Linked DNA regions of Macaca mulatta: region 2 is linked to region 1. The links are chromatin contacts, called in public Hi-C maps. All regions are on one chromosome and are shown on one strand. The core of a region is the stretch at or near the end of the contact, and the rest is flanking DNA. Distances in the headings are between cores, read along the strand shown.

What was found. Hi-C and Micro-C count contacts between places; a contact is called where the count stands out from the background.
Region 2: a contact with region 1 is called in a Hi-C map of liver, with 2.1 times the contacts expected there. The contact joins the promoter of ZNF140 here to the promoter of ZNF26 in region 1. A contact is called at or near these places in 3 of 14 Hi-C or Micro-C datasets (CD4 T cells, blood and liver).

The regions. Positions count from the first base shown.
Region 1 is chr11:140,323,638-140,328,572 of T2T-MMU8v2.0, reverse strand. ZNF26 (zinc finger protein 26) reads right to left here and starts at 1,725. Exons shown (of 4, transcript XM_077955944.1): 1 at 1,221-1,725. All of the region lies in intron 1 of ZNF268 (zinc finger protein 268), which reads right to left.
Region 2 is chr11:140,423,297-140,428,818 of T2T-MMU8v2.0, reverse strand. ZNF140 (zinc finger protein 140) reads right to left here and starts at 2,395. Exons shown (of 4, transcript XM_077955954.1): 1 at 1,952-2,395. All of the region lies in intron 1 of ZNF268 (zinc finger protein 268), which reads right to left.

The DNA.
Region 1 (4,935 bases), core at 476-2,975:
AGGCTGCAATGAGCTGTGACTGTTCCACTGCACTCCAGCCTGGGCGACAGAGCGAGACTCCCGTCTCAACAACAACAAAAAACACTTATTTTAAAGCTACAAAAATCAAGACAGTGTGGTAGTGTGGTATTAGTGAAAGAACAAATAGACCAACAGAACTCAATAAAGAGCCCAGAAATAGACCCATATAAATATAGTCAACTGATCTCTGACAAAGGAACAAACTCACAGGGGGGAAATATCCACTCCTAACTTTCTCTCACTTCTTTAGCACCACAGCCTTCCTCACTGTGTCCTTTCCTTTCATTAACTTGAGTCCTCACCTCGGTCCTCTTGAGGGTTCTAGTTGGTCACACTCTGAGCTTCCACGAATACAGTAAGGTGTCTTTAGATATTTCCAGTTTAGACCTCCCATGTGAGTTACAGGCTGAAATATAGGCATTGGATATTCAACACCTGCGAAAGTCTCTCCCAGGGTCCCTCTTCTAACAGCTTTCCTAGTCTCCAGCTGTATAGCTCAGTGGCAGAGCACAACATCCGGCAACGTCGTCGCCACCACTCACCGAGTGCAATGGATTTGGCAATCAAGTCCCTTGTAAAGTCTCCCCTCTGGTTCACTCCGTCAATCATTCATAAAGTCCAGATGATCCCCTGGCCCGCCCCTTACCTCTTGGACTCTCGAGCTCCGCTCCTAGCCTTTTCTCCCTACTCATACACCTGTAATTGTGTCCACAGTTCACTAGACTACCCTCCCCACCAAACCAAAGCTCCTCTAAAATCAGGAACATACATAACTTATCTCTGCATTGCCAGCACCAGCTCTAGAGTTCAGCACACAAAAAGACACTCCATAAACAAGCATTTGGCCAAACGAAAGAGGAGGAACTGGTAATTTCTCCAACGAAGTTCCAACGGTCTGCGTAAGACAACTTTCTGTAGAAAACACGAAAAGATGGAGGATCCTCAGATTTCAGGGCCCGCAGCTGGCAATGAAGTGCTGTATAATTGCCCGTCACAGATTACCACGAGGCACGTTTCTGCAGGACCAGAGCTTGGGTGAGCTTTAGAGGAGCTTCGGTTTGGCGGGGAGGGTAGTCTAGTGAACTATGGACACAATTACAGGTGAACGTGAGTTCAGTTCCCGGGAGTAACCCTGCAGAGATCAACGTGGCCACCCTCAGTATCCAGTCGACTTTTAAACACGGAAAGTCTCTACTTACCCAGCACGAAGCTGTCCGGAAACTGGTGGCCATCCCCACGCCCACGTTCGTGCGCTGCCTAGGGGGCAGGACCCGCGGGCTGCGGAGAGACCGCGAGGGATGCGTCCGCACGAAGACAGGTGCGGGTCCTGGGCCCCAGGCACCTGACCGTCCCGGGGCTGAGTCGCTCGCAGGGACGCCGGCTCCTCAGCTCTCGCCCAACGCGGAGCGCGCGTGACTAGACGGCCTCCCGGTCTGGGTACCAGGAGTCGCACCGATGGATTTGTGCCGTTCAGCAGCCCTGACTCGGGAGAGCAGGCGGCTAGCCTGGCTCCGTCCACGCCCCGAACCGACGGAGGTGTTTAGCTGGTCAAGTCCCTGGTCTGCCCCGGATAATCCCAGCCGCTTAGCTCCGCGCCTCCGCGGTCACAGAGGCTAGCCAGGTTCACCCACTGGCCAGATTTCGGTCCACTGAGTCTAACCCGGAAACAGCCCCGCACGCGCGCACCCGACTAAGACAGGGTGTGTGGCGCACGCGGAAGTGCGTCATGCGTCGATGCGCCAGGACGCCACAGCGCCCGGAAAAACTACATCTCCCACAATCCTCGGCGAAGGCTCCCTAGTTACGGGCCTGACTTCCGGCTGCAGCGTATCTGGAGAGGGGCACAGCCTGACAGGAAAGGAAGGTTGGGAGGGGGCTCCGTCAGCGGCACCTGGTTCACCCTCCCCCGGCTGCGCCAGGTTCAGTACCATCCTCGGAGCCCGGACGCCCAGTTTCCCAGGGCCTGTAGAACTGAGTCAAAGTCTGACCCCAGCAGAGACGCAGGCGTGCTGAGGTCTTGATATCAAACAAGATAGGGTTCAGACCAGAAGGCACAGCAAAAAAGGACGCTTTGTAAAGCTAAAAGCTGCAATTCGTAGGGTTAAATAACAGTTTGGAAATCAGTGCACCAAATAATAGAGTAACCAACTTCATAAAGAAGAAACTATAGTAGATGTTAAAGACAAATAAATAGAACCACACCAATAATGAAACTGCCTTTGCAAAAATTATATCAGTGAGAAAATTATCGCCGTGGGGGAGGTCTAATCTAATCAAACCCGCGACCCCACGCGCCTTTGGCTCTTCTGGGCTTAGGCCAAGCTAACTTTGGAAGACACTTAGGTTATAGTTTAAATGATAACCCTTTTCCAAAACTCAACTGCCTTTGTAAACCTATGAGAGACCACAAAGCTGGGGGGAGGAGAGGAGCCTGAATTCTAAGATGTAGATTGGTCACAAGATATGCAGCTTCCCCAATTACTCCCACAGATAATACCACTATTGTAGATTAACCTTTCGAGATTTAAAAATGTGCAAAATGGCCAGGCGATGGCTCACGTCTGTAATCCCAGCACTTTGGAGGGCTGAGGTGGGTGGATCGCATGAGCCCAGGAGTTGGAGACTAGCCTGGGCAACATGACGAAACCTCGTCTCTACAAAACATATCAAAAGTCAGCCGGATGCAGTGGCATGCATCTGTAGTCTCAGCTACTTGGGAGGCTAAGGCAGCAGAATTGCTTGAGCCCGTGAGGCCGAGGTTGCAGTGAGCCGAGATTGCACCATTGTGCTCCAGCCTGGATGACAGGAGTGAAACCTGTCTCAAAAAAAAAAAAAGCCAAACATCTGAATAGACATTTCTCAAAAGAAGACATACAAATGGCAAACAGGTATATGAAAAGGTACACAATATCATTGATCATCAGAGAAATGCAAATCAAAACTACAATGAGATATTATCTCACCCCAGTTAAGATGACTATTATCCAAAAGACAAGCAATAATAAATGCTGGTGAGGTTATGGGGAAAAGGGAACACCTGTACACTCTTGGTGGGAATGTAAATTAGTACAACCACTGTGGAGAGTTTGGAGGTTCCTCAAAAAAATAAAAATAGAACTGCCATACAATCCAGCTATCCTACTCCTAGGTATGTACCCAAAAGAAAGAAAATCAGTATATTTAAGCGCTGTCTGCACTCCCTTGTTTATTGCAGCACTATTCACAATAGCCAAGATTTGGAAGTAACTGAAGTGCCAATCAACAGGTTAATGAATAAAGGAAATGTGATACATATACACAATGGAGTACTAGGAAGCCATAAAAAAGAATGGATCCTGTCATTTGCAACAACATGGATGGAACTGGAGATCATTATATTAAGTGAAATAAGCGAGGCAGAGAAAGACAAACTTCACATATTCTCACTTATTTGTGGGAGCCAAAAATTAAAACAATTGAACTCATGATGATGAAGAGTAGAAAGATGGTTACCAGCAGCTGGAGAGTAGTGGGACACTGGGGGGGATAGAAATGGTCATTCGGTAGAAAAAATAGAAAGAATAAGACCTAATATTTTCTAGCACAACAGGATATACTCAAAAATAATTTAATTGTACATTTTAAAATAACTAAAAGTATAATTGGATTGCTTGTAACACAAAGGATAAATGCTTGAGGATACCCCATTTTCCCTGATGTGATTTTTATGCATTGCATAATAATATGCATTCTATATCAAAATGTCTCATGTAATCCATAAATGTATACACCTACTATATACTCCTAATAATTAAAAATTTTAAAAATTAGCCAGGTGTGGTGGCATACACCTGTAATCCCAGCTACTTGGGAGGCTGAGGCAGGAGAAATGCTTGATCCTGAGAGGTTGAGGCTGCAGTAAGCCATGATCCCACCACTGCATTCCAGTCTGGGCAACAGAATGAGACCCTGTCTCAAAAAAAGAAATTAATTAATTAAAAATTTTCCCACAGAGAAAATCTGGGAGTGGATGGCTCCACTAGTGAGTTCCATCAAATATTTAAAGAAGAAAGGATAATTCTTCAGAAATTATTTCAGAAAATAGATGAGAGGGAATACTTCCCAACTTATTCTATGAAGCCAGTATTATTGTCATACTAGTTAGACAAAGACATCACAAGGGAAAAACAAAATAAAACTACACACCAATATTCCTATGGTGTGTAGTACCATAGACATAGACACAAAAATTCTTAACAGGCTTGGACTCTTTTTCTCCTCAAACTGGTTTTGCAGGTGTTTACTCGTGTGAAAACTTACCAAATTGTTTAAATATGTGCAGTTTATTCTATATCCATTATAACTTAATAAAGCTGTTTAAGAAAAATGTTAGTAAACTGAATCTGGCAACGTACAAAAAGGATTTTATAACATGACCAAATGGAATATATACCAAGAGTGTAAGATCGGTTCAACACTGAAAATCAGTATAATAAAAGACAAAAACTATATGACTATTTCAACAGATGCAGCAAAAGGCATTTAGCAAAACCAACATCTACTCATGGCAAAAACTCTCAACCATTTAGGAATAAAAGGGAATTTCCTCAACTTGATAATGGGCATTTAAAAAAACCCTAGCTAGCATCCTACAGAACGGTGAAAGACTGAATGTTTTTCCCCTATAATAGGAAACAAGCAAGGGTGTCTGCTTTCAACACTTCTGTTCAACGTTGTACTGGATGTTCTAGCTGGTTGTGTTCAACGTTGTACCGGATGTTCTAGTTGCTTCTGTTCAACGTTGTACTGGATGTTCTACTTGTTTCTGTTCAACCTTGTACCGGATGTCCTAGCTGGTTCCGTCCAGTGTTGTACCGGATGTCCTAGCTGGTTCCGTCCAGCGTTGTACCGGATGTTCTAGTTGGTTCCGTTCAG
Region 2 (5,522 bases), core at 1,146-3,645, 100 kb before region 1:
ATATAATGAAGAGCCTAGCTTTTGTGTTTTGTTGCATAACTGGAGAAAAGGAGAAAAAACATAAATTATCTGTCCTGAGACAATTTACAGTTTTGTTCAAAATAAAGGATTATACATATGAACAATATGGATTTTTGGCATTGGTTGTAAAAATTCTTAAGATTTTACAGTATTCCTTTATGTTAATAAATAATGTATATTTTCCTTAATATCAGCCTATTTTTTTTTTTTTTTTTTTTTTTTTTGAGACGGAGTCTCGCTCTGTCGCCCAGCCCAGGCTGGAGTGCAGTGGCGCGATCTCGGCTCACTGCAAGCTCCGCCTCCCGGGTTCACGCCATTCTCCTGCCTCAGCCTCCCGAGTAGCTGGGACTACAGGCGCCCACAACCGCGCCCGGCTAATTTTTTGTATTTTTAGTAGAGACAGGGTTTCACCGTGGTCTCGATCTCCTGACCTTGTGATCCGCCCGCCTCGGCCTCCCAAAGTGCTGGGATTACAGGCGTGAGCCACCGCGCCCGGCCAATATCAGCCTATTTTAATATAATTCAGCCAGAATTTCTTCAGGGTAATAATTGGCTATAGCAGATAATAGCAGAACCCTTCAAATGGGGCATATAGTCTCAAGTTTGTTCCAGTCACCCCTAATCCTAAATAAATACCTGTGAAACTTAGTGGTAATTTTGTCAATGTCACAGAACAAGGAGGATAGGCAGTAAAGAATCTTGATTCTGCAAGAAGAGAATGTAACACCTCCCAGGATAGAACCTAAAGCACTTTCCCTCGGAGTTAGGGAGAAAAATATAGAAGCCCTTGCTTTGCAGCCTGGTTTTGCACCACTTGAGTGATCCACATAGATCTATAAGGCATGAATGGGAATTTAAAAGGTCTCAAACTAGTAGCAGCCCCAGATGGATGGCAGTTATATTTTACAGTTTTGAAGTTTAATAAAAAAGTGATTAAAGACTGTTGACTAATAAAGCAGCTGTTTCCTACACAGCAAGATCTGCAGCAGAGGTGAAAATTGGATTCCCTAGAAAAACTCAGAAAGCCTCTGAATTTGGAGAGAAGTATGACAAAAAGTAGGACAAAGAAGTGGAACTGAAAATGAGGGACTCATTTTGAATAGTTGACCCTGTTATCCCCACTGCTGTGAAGCACAATTACCAGCCAAACTCTTAGCCCCAATCAAAATAAAAATGTGTTCCTTATGTCATGTCAGAAAAATGAGCTCTATGGGTTCAGAGATTTTGTTTTGGTCACTTCTGCATCCTCCAGACATAGAATGAGCTGAGCGTTAGAAGCACTTGGAAGGACTGTTAGATTGCTGGGCCAAATTCCCAGTTTCTGATTCAGAAGGTCTGGGGTAGGACTCAAGAATATTCATTTCTAACAAGTTCTCAGATGATGCTGATACTGCTGGTCCAAGGATCACACTGTGGGAACCACTGAAAGTAGAGGTTCAGTAAGAACATATTCAATAAATGAATGAAGGGGCGCTGGAGTAACGCAAAGCACTCCTCGTTCTAATACTGTGGGAAGAAGAGGCAATGTAACAGCTGGCACCCTACCCTCCCACCCTAAAACATACCAGCCAGGTCAGAAATCCCGCCCACATCTGGATAGTTTCCTGTCACTCTCTTCATGTATACTTAAGTATAAGCACCTGAAAAGGAGGAACAGGGGACAGGGTCCTGGGGTTCCGCCAGGCAGGTGGTTGTAAGAGAAAGCCACGTCCCAAGTCCTGAAAAATACGGCTGCACTTCACAAAGAAAAGAGGAGACAGGCTCAATGGGTTGGCTCACTTGAGGCCAAGAGTTTGAGGTTACAGGATGCTATGATCGCCCCACTGCACTCCAGCCTGGGCGACAGGAGGAGACCCTGTCTCTGTCTTTCAAAGAAAAAAAAAAAAAAAATATATATATATATATATATATATATATATCATCAGCTTACCTGAGACATAGCTCACAGAAGGGACCGAGGAGATCAGAAAGTGTAAAATGGCAGACCTGGCAGAGAGAGGAGCCCTGAGCGAACGGGCCAGCTAGGCCGCGCCCAAGTCACTAGATCCCGCACTGGGGATTCCCGTGGTCCCCGCTCCGCGCCTCCCACGTAGAGAGCGGGGCCCCGAGAGAGGGCGCTTGGACCACCGGCGCCGGCTTTCTCCTCCTGCCACGGCGCGCCTCCCCAGAACCCGGCCACCTAACAGTGGCCACAGGACGGCGCGTTTCCGTTGTGCTTCCGGCCAGGTGGGTGTCGCGTTCCGGGGCTCCGGACCGAGTCACCGCCCGGGGCCATCCGGCGCAGACCGGGGTTCTCCTTTCCTTGCCTACACAGGCCAGACGCTCGGAGCCGCCCCCGAGGGCCCCACCGCGGGCGTCGCAGGAATGCGTCTTCAGAAGCCTCGCGGACGTCACCCCACCAGGCCGCCTGCCTCAAAAACTACAATTCCCAGAAATGCGGCCCTGCGCGCAAGGGCATACGGTTTTCGTTCCTACTGGATCTCCCAGAGCGCCGCGCTCCCGCGCGAGGAAACAAAGAACGAGGGCCTGGGACAACTACAATTCCCAGAAGGCCCCGCGGCCCCGCGCTCCAGAGCATAGGGCTGTCCTCCCACGCCAGAGCCTAGGAACAAAGAACTCGGGACCTAGGCAACCACACTTCCCAGAAACAACCGCGGCCCCCCGCGGGAGACCACACAGGGCTTTCGGTTCTTATAACTCCCCGCGTGCCTCTCGGCCACACGCACAACCAGCCGAGAAACGAAGAACGCGGGACTCAGGCAACCACACTTCCCAGAAACAACCGCGACCCCGCTGGAGAAAGCAAATGACTTTCCCCGCCCCACTACAACTCCCAGGGTGCCTTGAGGCCACGCGCACATCACCGAAAGACAAAGAACACGAGCTTCAGGCAACTACACTTCCCAGAACCTCCTGCGACCCTGCGCAAAAGGGCGGAGGACTGTCTTCCCCTACTACGACTCCCAGAGTGCATCGCGGCCACGCCCAAAGCCGGAAGACTATGTAGGGCTTTAGCGACTAGATTTCCCCCAAACTCCTGCGGCCCACGAGAGAGGGTATAGGGTTTTCCTCCCGTACTACGACTCCCACAGTGCCTCGCTGGCGTGCACACACCGCCCAGAGACAAGGAACTGGAGACTCAGGCGAACTACACTTCCCAGAACCCACCGCGACCCAACAAGAGCCCGAGACCGCAACTATTAAATAACTAGGATACTTAAAGACTGTGGAGTCAGTACTTCAGTCCAAGACCTTTTGTTACTGGAAAGGGGTCTGGATCTCAGACTCTAAGAGAGGGTTCTTGGATCTCGCACAAGAAAGAATTCGAGGCGAATGCATAAAGTGAAAGCAAGTTTATTAGGAAAGTAAAGGAATAAAGAATGGCTAATCCATAGGCAGGGCAGCCCCGAGGGTGCTGGTTGCGCATTTTTATGGTTATTTCTTTATTATATGCTAAACAAGGGGTGGATTATTCATGCCTCCTCTTTCTAGACCATATAGGGTAACTTCCTGATGTTGCCATGGCCACTGGTGGGCAGTGAGGACAATCAGAGGTCGCTCTCATCACACATCTTGGTTTTGGTGGGTTTAGTCGGCTTGTTTACTGCAACCTGTTTTATCAGCAAGGTGTTTATGACACGTATTTTGTGCCAACCTCATATCTCATCCTGTGACTAAGAATGCCTTAACCTCCAGGGAATGAAGGCCAGCAGGTCTCAGCCTTATTTTACCCAACTCTATCTACCCCTACTAAAGATAGAGTTGCCCTAGTTCAACCACCTCTGACAGTGGAAGTTGTAGCACTGAGGACAGCCAGAAGTCACTCTCATTGCCATCTTGGTTTTGGTGGGTTTTAGCCGGCTTCCTTACTGTAAACTTTTATCAGCAAGGTCTTTATGACCTGTATCTCATGCTGACCTCCTGTCTCATACTGTGACTTAGAATGCCTAACGGTCTTGGAACGCAGCCCAGTATGCCTCAGCCTTATTTTACCCAGCTCTTGTTTAAGATGGAGTTGCTGGGAGCAGTGGCTCATGCCTGTAATCCCAGCACTTTGGGAGGCCGAGGCGGGCAGATTACCCAAGGTCAGGAGTTTGAGATCAGCCTGGCCAACATGGTGAAACCTCATCTCTACTAAAAATACAAAAATTAGCCGGGTGTGGTAGCAGGCGCCTGTAATCCCAGCTACTCGGGAGGCTGAGGCAGGAGAATCACTTGAACCCGGGAAGTGGAGGTTGCTGTGAGCCAAGATCTTGGCATTGCACTCCAGCCTGGGCAACATAGTGAAACTGTGTCTCAAAAAAACAAAACAAGGCCAAGCGTGGTGGCTCACGCCTGTAATCCCACCACTTTGGGAGGCTGTGGCTGGCGGATCATGAGGTCAGGAGTTTGAGACCAGCCTGACCGACATGATGAAACCCCATCACTAAAAATAGAAAAATTAGCCGGGCATGGTGGTGCGCACCTGTAATCCCAGCTACTCAGGAGGCTGAGACAGGAGAATTGCTTGAACCTGGGAGGTGAAGGTTGCAGTGAGCTGAGATGGTGCCATTGCACTCCAGCCTGGGCGACAGAGCGAGGCTGTTCAAAAAACAACAACAACAACAGCAAATAATGATAATAAAAACACAAGATGGAGTTGCTCTGGTTCAAACACCTCTGACACTTTGGCTTCGTATAACTGTAATAACCAGAATCGGTGCAACACTCCCTGGCCACCTTGAAACAGTGGTCTCAGAGGATGCGACCCCGAGTCCCCTGTGGCCTTATGGACGACCCCGACTGTACCTGGTACTGGCACAGCCACGGCTTCTCCCTTTGGGAACCGCACACCCTTGAGCAGGCTCATGTTACCTGAGAAGGAAGGCAGACGCTGGAGCGGCCCTGGTTTTTCATGTGCTCCAGCTGGAGCCCTCCCCCAGAAGCCTTCTGGAAAGAGGCACTGGATCTACAGGGGCTGGACGCCCAGTGACCTGGGAGCGCCTTTACTCCCAGCGTTGTGTGGGGCACTGTCCTGGGCATGTAGGAGAGGTTTGGGGAAGCAAGCCAGTCACATCCCTGTCCTTGAAGAACACCAACTGAAATACGAGGTAAGGGAAAACTCAACCCACTGAGTCAAAGGAGTATTGTTCCAGATCAAGGGAACAGTTTATGAAAAAGAGAGACAAAAAAGAAAAAGCCCATTATACAAAATGGAAGAGGGCAAAAAAAGAGGAAATTCACTGACCTGGTGAAAAGACAGGAGACTGAAAAAAAAAGTCCTTGTGAAGGCGCTTGGATGTCGCTCAGTAAGCTGGGAAGGCCCATTAAAATTCTAAGGAGGATGTGTATAATCATATTTGCATTCCACTGCCCGTGTTCATGGTGAACTGAAGGGAAGAAGGCCACTAGGGGCAATAGTTAAATATTCTGGAAACTAATCTGAACTGGTGCAGAGAATGGATTGAGGGGATTTATTTGAGAAACAATTTAAAGGGAGAATCTAAAGGACTGGGTGATGA